Linked DNA regions of Gossypium hirsutum: region 1 is linked to region 2. A link is a contact called in public Hi-C data. All regions are on one chromosome and are shown on one strand. Each heading gives the region's core, a stretch centred on a gene start, on an enhancer-like site or on the middle of the called end of the contact. The rest is flanking DNA. Distances are from core to core; before and after follow the strand shown.

Region 1 (5,934 bases), core at 30-2,529, 64 kb before region 2:
ATCTGCCAATTCCCTATCCTAAAATTCATTAGTCAAATCCCCGTTAGCAAGGCCACTGAATCGGGAGCCTACCTTCTCCTTCTCCTGAATTTCGGTTAATTTCTACGGATTATCCCTTACTTTGCGCCTTGATTTCCTTTCTACAATCATCCACGGCCCATAGTTGCCATCTTTCTTTTCTGATCCTTCAACGTTCGATTTTTGAAATTCTGGTACTATCTCATGCTAGTCCATGTTTACCACCACCGTAGATTCTGGAATTTTGAAGTTACACATGTTTTCCACATGTCCATACCTTCCACAATGAAAATAGATAGTAGAAAGGGACTCATATTCTACCATTTGTGTTCGGCCATTTACCAAGATTTGAGACACCAACGGCTTTTCTAAGTTGACGTATACCGCCATTCTAGCGAACAACCCCCTCGTCCTGCTATCAGTATTCATATCTAACTTGACCACTTTGCCCACCAATTCTCCAATTTCAGTAATGATTTTACGGTTATATAAATAACTAGGAAGAGCAGGGAGTCTAATCCATGCCACTACTACACTTGGGTAAGCCTGTGTAGAGTCAAAAGCCCTCGTCCAAGGCTGAACAGTCAAATATTGGCCGAAAATAGTCCACGATCCTTCAGAGAGAGCCTTATCACAATCCAATTTGTTATGGAATTTGACTAGAAAATAGTCGTTTTCAATGTCCATCATGTGAATAGGGCCTGAAGGTCTCCATATGCTGTAAATTTTGTTCTGCAAAATCAAAAAACCAATGTTACGACCTAGGAGTTTTAAGATCACATTATTATTCATACCCTGAATAAGGATTTGATGAATTTGGTCCGAAAAAGTAATTGAAGGCATGCCATTCACAACGGATTTCTGAATGTCCCCTTCCAAAAAATCAATAACTTCCTTCCCATCCACATTGGAATCACCCTTTGAAGATTGGCTGACGAGCATGTCTCTCCAAGAAGTAGGTTGATCTAGAGGCAACTCGATCAGCATGTCATTACTCGTTGCTTTCTCCTTGTCTCTGAATCTAACTTTCTTAGGGATCATCTCCTCCACAGTGGATAGTCCAGGATCAACATTTTCACAGAGAGAATTCGACATTTTTTTCTTTAAAAAAAATAGGTTTTTGATCATTTCTCAACTGAGTGACCAAGTTTATAAGTAACATTAACTCAATCAAAAGCTTTATTATAATGAAAAACAATGAGTAAAAATATTAAACTTTATAAGATAAATTTATAAAGTGATATTTTTTAAGGTGAGTAAAAAATTAAAAAATTATATTAAAAAATGATATCTCCAATATTTGAATTCTTTTTATAGAATTAAAAAAATTATTGATAATGTATGAAATGCTAAATTTCAATAATAAATACATTAAAATATCAAATAATTATGACTTATTTTCCATTATTTTTTGTTTTTATTATATTTAAATAATATTTTTGTTGTATTAATTTTTTATGTTTTAATGCATTATTTGGGTGTAAGTTAAAAGGTTAAAATATATTAGTAATTGCATCATACATGTATGCATGTGGAAATAATATATTTATAATATATGTGTGGTTAAAAAATAGCATTTAATAAATAATTAAACATATGGTTTGAAATTAATAATTACATATGAAATTAAAATAAAACAAGTTAATCTAAATTGTGAGTAAATATAAATTTAAATATGTAAATACATTAGTGTAAGAATATTAAATACATTTCAATTGCTTTCCATCTTGTATTGTCAATTGCTATGACATGCTGAAATGTTATCAGGTTAGAAAGCTTTATTTAACGTGTTTTCAAAATGTTATTATATTATCACGTGGGTCAAAGAAAAATTCAATATTAAAAATATTGTTGTAAATTATTTATTTAACAATTGAATCATAAGAAAAATATGGTAACTTGCTTATAAAAAAAACTTTTATTAAACATACTTTCATAAAAATGATAAAGTTAAAATTTTAATATGTTTGATAGAAATGTTATCTCTTTTTTTTAATATAAATTTTATATAAAGCAATGAAAATACAAAACATTTTATAATAATATTTATTAATTTTAAACGATTAATTTTTTTAGTATTTTTCATAATTGAGTTGATTTCTAGTTAACTCTAACACCAACTCTTTTACATACTTAAATAATAGCATAAATTTTGATGCAATAAAAGCATAATCAAATTTTTTTATTTTTAGTTTTTTATTTAATGCATTTTCACTTAATTCAATAAATATTAACATAGTAGTTTTTTAGTAAAATAGTCGTTTAAATATAATTAAAAATTAAAACTTTATTTGAGTTAATGTTAAAAGTAGTGCTTTAAAAATTAAACCAGTTGGTCGAATTGATTAGTCTGGGAATTAGTCGATACAACGATTCAAAACAAGGAAAAAACCAATTGACTCTTGAACTAGATCGGATTGGTTGACCGGCAGTTGAACCAGTTTTTATGATTTTATTATTTTCATTTTAAAATTTTTATAATATTTTAATAATTTATTTAATTTTAACCAGACATACCAATCAAATGAAGAATCGATAACCTAATCAACTCAACTATCAGTTCGATTCGAAAAACATTAAATGAAGATTAAAATATATTTTGATGTAATAAAGTACACAGTAGTTTCATTATTATTTTGATATTTTTTGGTTAATTATTATTATTATTATTATTATTATTATTATTATTATTGAGAAAGAAGTTTTAACATTGTCATTAAATTTACATTTAAAAAAAAACATTGTCATTAAACTTGGATTGAGGTAATATTATTTAAAAATACAAGTAATAAACTACATTCTTTTAATTCAATAAAAATAAAAATATCAAAAATCTCAATTAATCGAATCATTCACTATTCCTTTAAGCTCCACAAGTGTTTTTTCAATGATCTCAATTGAAATTAACTTAACTAACTTGTGTTAGAAGGAATTAGAAAATTTTAAACATCTAGGAATGAACCCACAAGGGTTGAAAGTGGTGATTGGTGAAATGTGGAAACTCTCCACTTATGCTACTTTGCCACCTTGGACTTTTCTTTGTATTTGATGTGATATGGATCTCTTTTTAATTATCCCAATAAGAATAGAATCAATTCTTAAACATGCCATAAACAACTCCTCAACTCACCCAAAAGCCACAAGTTCTCCTAATGCCTCAGTTGACAATATATTTTATTGATTCTACCAAAAAACAATTTGCTGAATAATTAATAGATGCATTGCAATGCTAATTATAATATTACCCAATTCGTACATTTCATCTTTTGACTAAAATCAAGTTGAGATTTTAGAGACCGCTTCTCGTAAACCTGTAGCAATTAATTTTTTTGAAACTCATCCACACAACTTGTAATTTTTTTTTATAAATGAATTTTAAATATTATCACGTATTATCTTATTTTTATTTAATTTTAGTTTTTCAATATATCTTTTCTTCTACCCGTTTATAAAATTTAACAAAAATAAATTTTAGAACATAACCTATTTTTTTAATTTAAAGATTCAAGAGAAGTTATAAATAAATGTAGGTATTCTATAAAAAAAAGAACTTCACCTACAAACTAAAGAGGCTTTCACACAATTGGTAAATACAAATATTTTTTATATTCTGAATACCTAAGTTCGAGATTTCATTATGTATAATCATATTTATTGATCTCCTAGTTTTATCATGTGTAATTATCATTGCAGGTTTTACTTCACTTCGTAAGTTTTAGTTTAGATTATAATAATTTCTAGTCTAATTATATGCTTTACTTTATAATTATTTAGATAATTTTTTTATATTGTAATAATTTAGTACTTGTGATTATTCAAATATATATTTGTATTATGCTTGAATTGTATTATTAGCACTTTCAAAAAAAACTCCACTTATATATAAATAATTTTTCCAAAATTAACAAATACTTATTTTTAGTGTTGTGGTTGTGTGTTAGATAAAGTTCAGGAATAGATAAGGGCTTTAAAAAGCACATAATCGCTTAGGTGGGTTTTGTTTTCTTTTGGGGGGAAGGGGGGGGTGGGGGTGGGGTGGGTTCTTTCAATGCCTATTTCATTAAAAGCAACACAAACCGTGCCTAAAGCTTTAAAACTGACCTAATTTAATAGGGATAAGCAATTAAAGAGAATTTTTATTTTTTGACACAGTGATAAATGGAGTTTTTGTTCTTTTATTTCAATCATTAAAATTTTTAAAAGGTATATATTTTATATTTTTAACATTCGTAATATAAAATATAACACCATCACATTATCATATTTTAATAAAATTAAAATTTAGAAATAAAATTAGGATATATATTACACTTCTAACATAAAAAAAACAGTTTAAACCTTGAATAAAACATCGTAAAGAGGAACAACGATAAGCATTAAACATAAACTATAAAATAGATATTGAAAATATAAAAATAATAATAATAACAAGAACTAAAAAAATCAGAATCAAGTTGAAAATTTTTGACAAGTTCATATTTTGAATGTTGTTTTATCCTTATTTTTAATTTTAAAAAATTATCATGTATTTAAATTCAATGTGTAATTTAATACGTAAACTTTTATTTGGTGTAATTATACACTTTAAACATTGATTTTAGTTCAAATGTGTATTTAAAATTTTGATTTTGATTCAATTGTACATATTTAAAGAAATTAATATTTCTATTTATTTTTATATTAGATAAATATAATTATTGGTTGTGTAATATGTAATAAAATGGTGTTATATTGATATTGATATTAGGGTTTTATAAATATTGAAACAAATTAGAATGTCATATATAAAATTACACAAGATTAAAATTCATATGTAATTTTGAAATTTATTTTATAATTAATTAATTTACTTGATATTTTTATTTATACTAAATTATGAGATATCTACGTATAAATTCATATTATAAATTTTAAAAAATTTGATATAAAAATTAAATATGGCTTTAATTCAAATGATGAAGTTAGATTTATTATAATCTTGATTTCAAATTCTATAATATATAATTTTATTTAAAATTTTTGTGAAAATAAAATTATCTTTAAAAATAATATACTATTTTATAAAAATAAAAAACTTTTATCGATGACACTAAACTCTTAATATTACCATAGAGAAATATCATCCACAATTTAATTCACTCTATAATTAAAAAAAAAACGCGTTTCTCAAAAACTGATTGGATATTTCTTTAAATTTATGAGTAAAATTAAAATATGCTTAAAAGACATGTGTTCACTGTTCATAGCAGTCGTGCATCTTATCTTAGTAGTCTCTTTTTTCTGTAATTTTCCTAATGAAAATCATTAAACAAGACCCGCTTTCCCATCCGTTAGATCTAATAACTCTAGAAATCAAAGGGTAAAAATCTTCCACGTGGTCACTTCCATCATTAGCCATCGACCGCCGTTGTAAAGGGCACTAGTACTATTAAGAACATTATCTTTAAATTTCACAAAAAGGAACTGTGCAAAGCTCGTTGCCGGCTCAGGGTTTTGTCGTTTCACAGTTTTTCTTTTCCATTTACTTATATGGTTTCTGCTTTTCAAATTCGGACAAATAAAAAATGTTCGGGACACGTGTCACGTGTATTGGTGGCCACGTGAGACTGTTCAATTATCCGTGCTTATCCACTTAAGTCGGCACTTTATTTAATTAAATTAAAAATGCCTTATGAACCCCACTTGCTCTGTTTAGCCTTATTATTATATGTGTTGCTTGTAGGTCCTACATTGCTGACGTGGCGGATAAGTCAATGTGACGTCCAGCTGTTATCGGTCCTTTTCCCCACCTTTGTATCGTATCGCCCCCGATAACTTATTTTATTTTTATTTTTTATTGTCCGTTGATTAGAATTTATTTATTTTGTTTCAAAAATCAAATTTTCGCAAACGACAATGATAACGAAGAAAAATAAA
Region 2 (5,786 bases), core at 1,227-3,726:
ACGACATGTACTTTAAACAGGCCATAGTGTCTATTGAGAAAAATGGTTCATGGAAGGGTAAGAATTCCAACCTACGATCCCAAACGTCTATGTAGTCCATGTGAATCTCTTTCCAGTGCTCATCGTTCTTCCTTTGAAGGTCCACCTTGTATAACTCATCCATGTGTTGCAATGGCGGCGGAATTTTTCGCCTTCACCCGAACTGCCGCATCACCCGATTTGATTCGTACATTTCCACAATCGCGTACACTATCAACAACACCTTTGCGTCCTACATCCTCTGATTGGCCAACAGTTCTGGCGAGATGTAATATATGATATTCGTGTCGGCATATGACATCCATTCAAACTAAAGTGCACAATTATAAATTCTATTATTTACGAAATTTTATTTTACAAATCACTGCGTAATTAATATAGGTTCGAAAGAGTAAGTAACTAAATCGGCTTTCGAGCGTTGATCTAACAACAACCTAATATCTTCCAGTTGGTCGGGTAGTCCTACGTAATTCGGCCCATGGTTCCACCTATACAAGCGATGTGTTAGTTCAAACATATAATAAATAAAAATAATTATTATACAAACTACGTATTTATTATCAAATAATTTTTACCTTGTCACCAACAGGAACTTGTATGGGTCGCTCACTCAGGGATGTAGAAACGGTAGTCGCCACCAAGCTTACAACTGCAGCAGGAGAAGGCAACCATCGATTGACATCATATCTGATTTCGTCGCCCGGCATAACTCTTGGTACAACGTGGCCAACACGACAATCCCCAACTCAATTTTTCACATTCTTTAAAGTCCACTAAGTGTAGTAGCCACCTTATGTGCACCAAATTTTGAGATTTATCAAGCATTAAAAAGCCCCTAATTGACCTTAAAATGAATGCTCAGGCGTATTGTCTTTTGACCACCTCAGTTTTGTGCAAAGGAAGCTTTTTGAAATTGATCTCTAACCACTTCATCTGTAACCAGCCACCTTCAAACGAGTTCGATACATTGCCCAATAATGCCGCGCGAGGTCTTCTTTACCGAGAACGATCGTTGATTCCATGATGACTAGCCTATCCACCAGTAGACCGAGTTATAACGCTATGTCCTCGAGTGTGGTTGTACACTAGCTGCATATAAGATAGAAAGTGTGTGTTTTGGGCCTCCGTTTTTCCACCAACTTGTTGATGAGTGTAAGTAACCACGAAGTTCGGTGATAGGAGGCATTGCTAAATTATGTATGGTCCCTTCCAAAATAGAATCATTCACCTATTTATAATGACAAAAAAATTATTTTAAAATATTAAAAAATTAATTTTAACTTAATTAAAAATAACGAAATTTAAAATTTTGTCTTACCATTACTACTTGAGCTGCGAAAATGTGCTTCTCGTCGAAATGAATTAAAGAGGTTGTTATTTGTGAAAACTTAATCTGAACAAATAAAATACAAAATAATTAAAACAAACTAATATTTTTAAATGAGAATATCGAAAAGTTTAGAATAAGAGCTTGTGAAAATTGAGAGAATTTAGAGAGTTAAAAGAATAGAAAGATTTGAGAGAATAGGATGTGAGTGAAAAAAAGTAAAATTTAGTGGTATTTATAGGAAAAATTTTGGACTGTTCAGCATTTAATTTTTTTTACCCTTGGAATTAACCATGGGGGAAGCGCACACGCTTTCTTGCCAACGGTGTAGAAAACACACCTAGTTGGACGCGGTTTTCTTTTTTTTTCTTAAAAAATGATCTATTTCTTTAATTTTTTTTAAAAAATTGAAACCCTAATTTTAAAAAAACGACATATATCGCTAAATTAGCCAGTTAAATAATTCAATTAATTGAACGGAAAATTAAGTGATGTAAGTAGGAGTGAGCAAAATCCGATTCAATTCGAAAAACTCGATAAAAAAATTCAAATTTTGAATTAGATAGTTCGAGTTATTTGAGTTAATCAAGTTATTCGGATAAACTCGAATAAAAAATTAAGTTTTTTGATTTAACTCGAATATGCATTACACAATTCGAGTTATCTGAAAATCTGAATAAGAAAAGATAAAACTACGTCGTTTTGATAAATGTTTACCTTTTTCAAAGTTAAAAGTCAAAACCATTAAGTTATTTATACTTCGTCTACTAGTTAAAGAATCGATCCATGTAAACACAATATTTTGTATAAATAATAAGATTCGTTAACTCGACTCAAGATTTTTTTACTCGATCCGATTCAATTTGAAAAAAATTTAAATTGAGTTTAATTTTTAAAATAGGATTTATCAACTCAATTAAATTAAAAATTTTTAATTTAATTCGACTCGACTCGATCGAATAGTTTCCCTAAGTTTATTTAAAAACCATCCTTTTCTAATTTTAACACCAAAATTTTGTAGTCACTGTTTAGTTGTTGTCCTAAAGAGTCCTTGATCTTGACTCCTCATTTTCACTCAATTTTTTGAACCAAAACGGCGAAGAACCCTTGTAGAGCGAATCGCAAGTGGCGCAATAATAGCCCTCCGTGATGCTCGGTCCCAACCGTCGCCGATTCCACCACATTATAACCAGTAGCCGCCGCCACTACGCGACCAAATACATAGCCAAAATAACCTCAACTTCCCCGGGCGGTCGCTCCCTCTCCGCCGAAGTCTCCCTTCCTACCGTCGCCACCGACTCTCGCGGCTACCCGATCCCACGCTACCAACTCATCTGCAAAGTGACACACATCCTCACCAAATCCCAATTCCAATCCAACCCTTTCGCCGATCTCTCACAGTACCTTTCGTCCCTCTCCCCAACCCTCACCACCAATGAAGCCTCCCTCATTCTTAAATCCCTAAACTGCCCTTCCCTCGCCTTGAAATTCTTCCACTTTTGCTCCTCCCTGTCCCCCAATTTCCGCCACGACCCATTCACCTATTCTCGTCTCTTCCTCATCCTCTCCAAATCCTTGCGCCCCGATCGCTTCAACACCGTACGGTCGCTCCTCGATGACATGGAAAAGTCCGGCATACGTGGAAACATCTCCACTGTCAATATCCTTATAGGGTTTTTCGGGAACACTGAGGATTTGGGCACGTGTATGAGGCTAGTGAAGAAATGGGAGTTGAATATGAATGCTTACACTTATAAGTGCTTGGTTCAAGCTTACTTAAGGTCATTTGACTCAGGGAAAGCGTTTTCGGTTTATGGGGAGATGAAGAGGAAAGGTTACAAGTTAGATATCTTTGGTTATAACATGTTGTTGAATGCTTTGGCGAAGGATGGGAAGGTTTGATCTTTATTTTAGTCTCTTCTTAATTGATTGATATGTTCTTACAAATTCGATTTGGTTTTCTTTTGACTACTGCTTAATGGTTTCTTTTGGTTTTCTGATTTCAAGTATTTTGGGGTTTAAAAGCAAATCCTGTGGTTGATTGTAAAAGCATAGATTCAAGGCTCATTTTCTTGGTGTTTTTGTTACTTGCTTTTTGCTACTTATTATTTGCGTTTACTTCTTAAACAGTTACTTGAACAGCAAATCTAAATTAATTGACTCAAAATGAATTAAGAACTAAAATGGGAACACTATTTTGAACATGATTGTCTTACGTAGAAGTAAAATATTTTACTTGTTTCCCTAGATTTGATAATTATGGTATTTACTTTTACATTTTGCATCAGAACATGTTTCCCCCCTTTAGATATATATGTGTGTGTGTGTGTGCACTAATACTAGTTTTGATATTGTTACTGAATGCATCCATTTCAAGTGCCCTGAGGTGCTAATCTGATCTGCAGCATTTGACAGGTTGATCAGACGTACATGGTTTTTGAAGACATGAAAAGAAAGCATTGTGTGCTGGATGAGTATACGTACACAGTTATGATGAAAATGAATGGAAAACTCGGTAGATGTGATGAATCACTGAAACTTTTTGATGAAATGGTGTCAAAAGGCTGTTCTCTTAATTCGATTATTTATAATACTGTGATTCAGGCACTAGCCAATGGGCGGATGGTTGACAAGGTTATTAGCCTCTTCCATGAAATGGTCGAGAATGGTTGTCGGCCCAGTGAATTTACATACAGTGTGATTCTAAATGTTTTGGTTGTGGAAGGGCGACTTAATAAACTAGATGAAGTTATTGAAATATCAAAGAAATATATGAGTAAGTCAATATATGCATATCTTGTAAGGACATTGAGTAAGCTGGGTCATGCTAGCGAGGCTCACAGGTTATTTTGCAACATGTGGAACTTTCACGATAAGGGAGACAAGGATGCATGTGTTTCAATGTTGGAAAGCCTTTGTAGTGCAGGTAGAACAACTGAGGCAATTGATCTGGTAAGTAAGATTAAGGGAAAGGGAATCAACACTGATGCATTCATGTATAACATGGTATTTTCTGCACTTGGTAGGCTAAAGCAAATATCCCATCTTCATGACCTTTATGAAAAGATGAAACAGCAGGGTCCTTCACCCGATATATTTACTTACAATATTCTAATCTGTAGCTTTGGAAGGGCTGGGAAAGTTGATGAGGCTATCAAAATCTTTGAGGAACTCGAGAAAAGTGATTGTAGACCTGATACTGTATCGTATAATTCTTTGATCAATTGCCTCGGGAAAAATGGTAATATTGATGAAGCTCACATGAGATTTCTAGGAGATGCAAGAGAAAGGAATAAATCCAGATGTTGTAACATACAGCACACTTATTGAGTGCTTTGGCAAAACAGATAAAGTTGAGATGGCTTGTGCACTATTCGATGAAATGTTTGCTGCAGGCTGTTGTCCAAACATTGTGACATACAACATTTTACTCGACTGTCTCGAGAAAACCGGCAGGACTGCTCAGGCAGTAGACCTGTATACAAAACTTAAACAGCAGGGGTTAACACCTGATTCAATTACATATGCGGTGCTTGAACGGCTACAAAGTGGTCCACAAAAGAAATTTAGAGTTCGGAGGCAAAATCCTATCACTGGTTGGGTTGTTAGCCCTTTGAAATAATGAAAGACTAGAAAGGTTAGAATCAAATTTTACCATTTTTGCAGTTAACTATTTGAGCATTTTGAACCTAATATATCCTTTGATATACTTAAAAAGTTGTCTCCCAAGTAGTTATGAATCAAGGCTAGAGTAAGTTCGGTTTTATCATGTTTAGCTGGTTCATTGGAGAGGCTTTTTAAAAGGAGATATCTTGTTCAAATGGTGGTGTTGGAGAATATTTAATTTCTTTTTAATCAGGGGAAGGGGTTGTTGAGGTTCAAACCCTCGGCCTGGTGACAAGCTGAGACGTGAAAGCAATAGAAGCCTTTTGTTATTATACTAGTGGTTTGGTTTGGAGAATCTCTAATTGATTTCTTGGTACATTGCGTGGATTATTTACAATAGAAGAAGAAGATTATATGCTCGATTTTCAGCTCTGATGGGTTTCTTGTTCATTTTCTGCTAAGCTATTGACAGCCGGAGAAGGTGTCAATTTGTGTCAACCATTTCCCATCGACTAATAAGAAGTCTGCAAGCCAAGTCTTTAGGTATGTAATATGCATTTAGCTTTTTGAATGCTCCTCCCAGGCCTCCTTGCCTTATACTTTCTTTACCCTTTAATTAAATTTTGTCCCCTTGCAATTTTGTTAAAAGTTGGCGTTGTGTAGGACTCAAACTAAAATGATTGCATTGAAGTTGTAGGAGAGGGTTTTGGGATTCTTCTTTTGCAAACTTCTAAGTTGCTTTGAGAATAAATAGTGAGTTGTATGATAAACCACACATAAATGTAACGTTCATTCTCTTCTTTCTTCAAATTAT

The links. A called contact is a pair of places that touch in the nucleus more often than the background predicts.
Region 1: a Hi-C map of leaf shows a contact between it and region 2, with 2.0 times the contacts expected there. The contact joins the promoter of LOC107886339 here to the enhancer-like site in region 2. A contact is called at or near these places in 10 of 34 Hi-C or Micro-C datasets (anther, callus, hypocotyl and 1 more).

Annotation. Positions count from the first base shown.
Region 1 is chrA03:73,392,715-73,398,648 of Gossypium_hirsutum_v2.1, reverse strand. It overlaps LOC107886339, which reads right to left and starts at 1,279. Exons shown (of 2, transcript XM_016810247.2): 1 at 1-1,279. The coding sequence starts at 1,146. The coding sequence ends at 226.
Region 2 is chrA03:73,329,976-73,335,761 of Gossypium_hirsutum_v2.1, reverse strand. It overlaps the pseudogene LOC107886343. Among protein-coding and RNA genes, the nearest start is that of LOC121227747, 6.8 kb to the left of the region's middle. Within about 2 kb of position 2,476, at least 6 of the 9 cell types and tissues checked have an H3K27ac peak or open chromatin away from gene starts, as enhancers often do. A contact at or near this core is called in leaf, where this site is marked.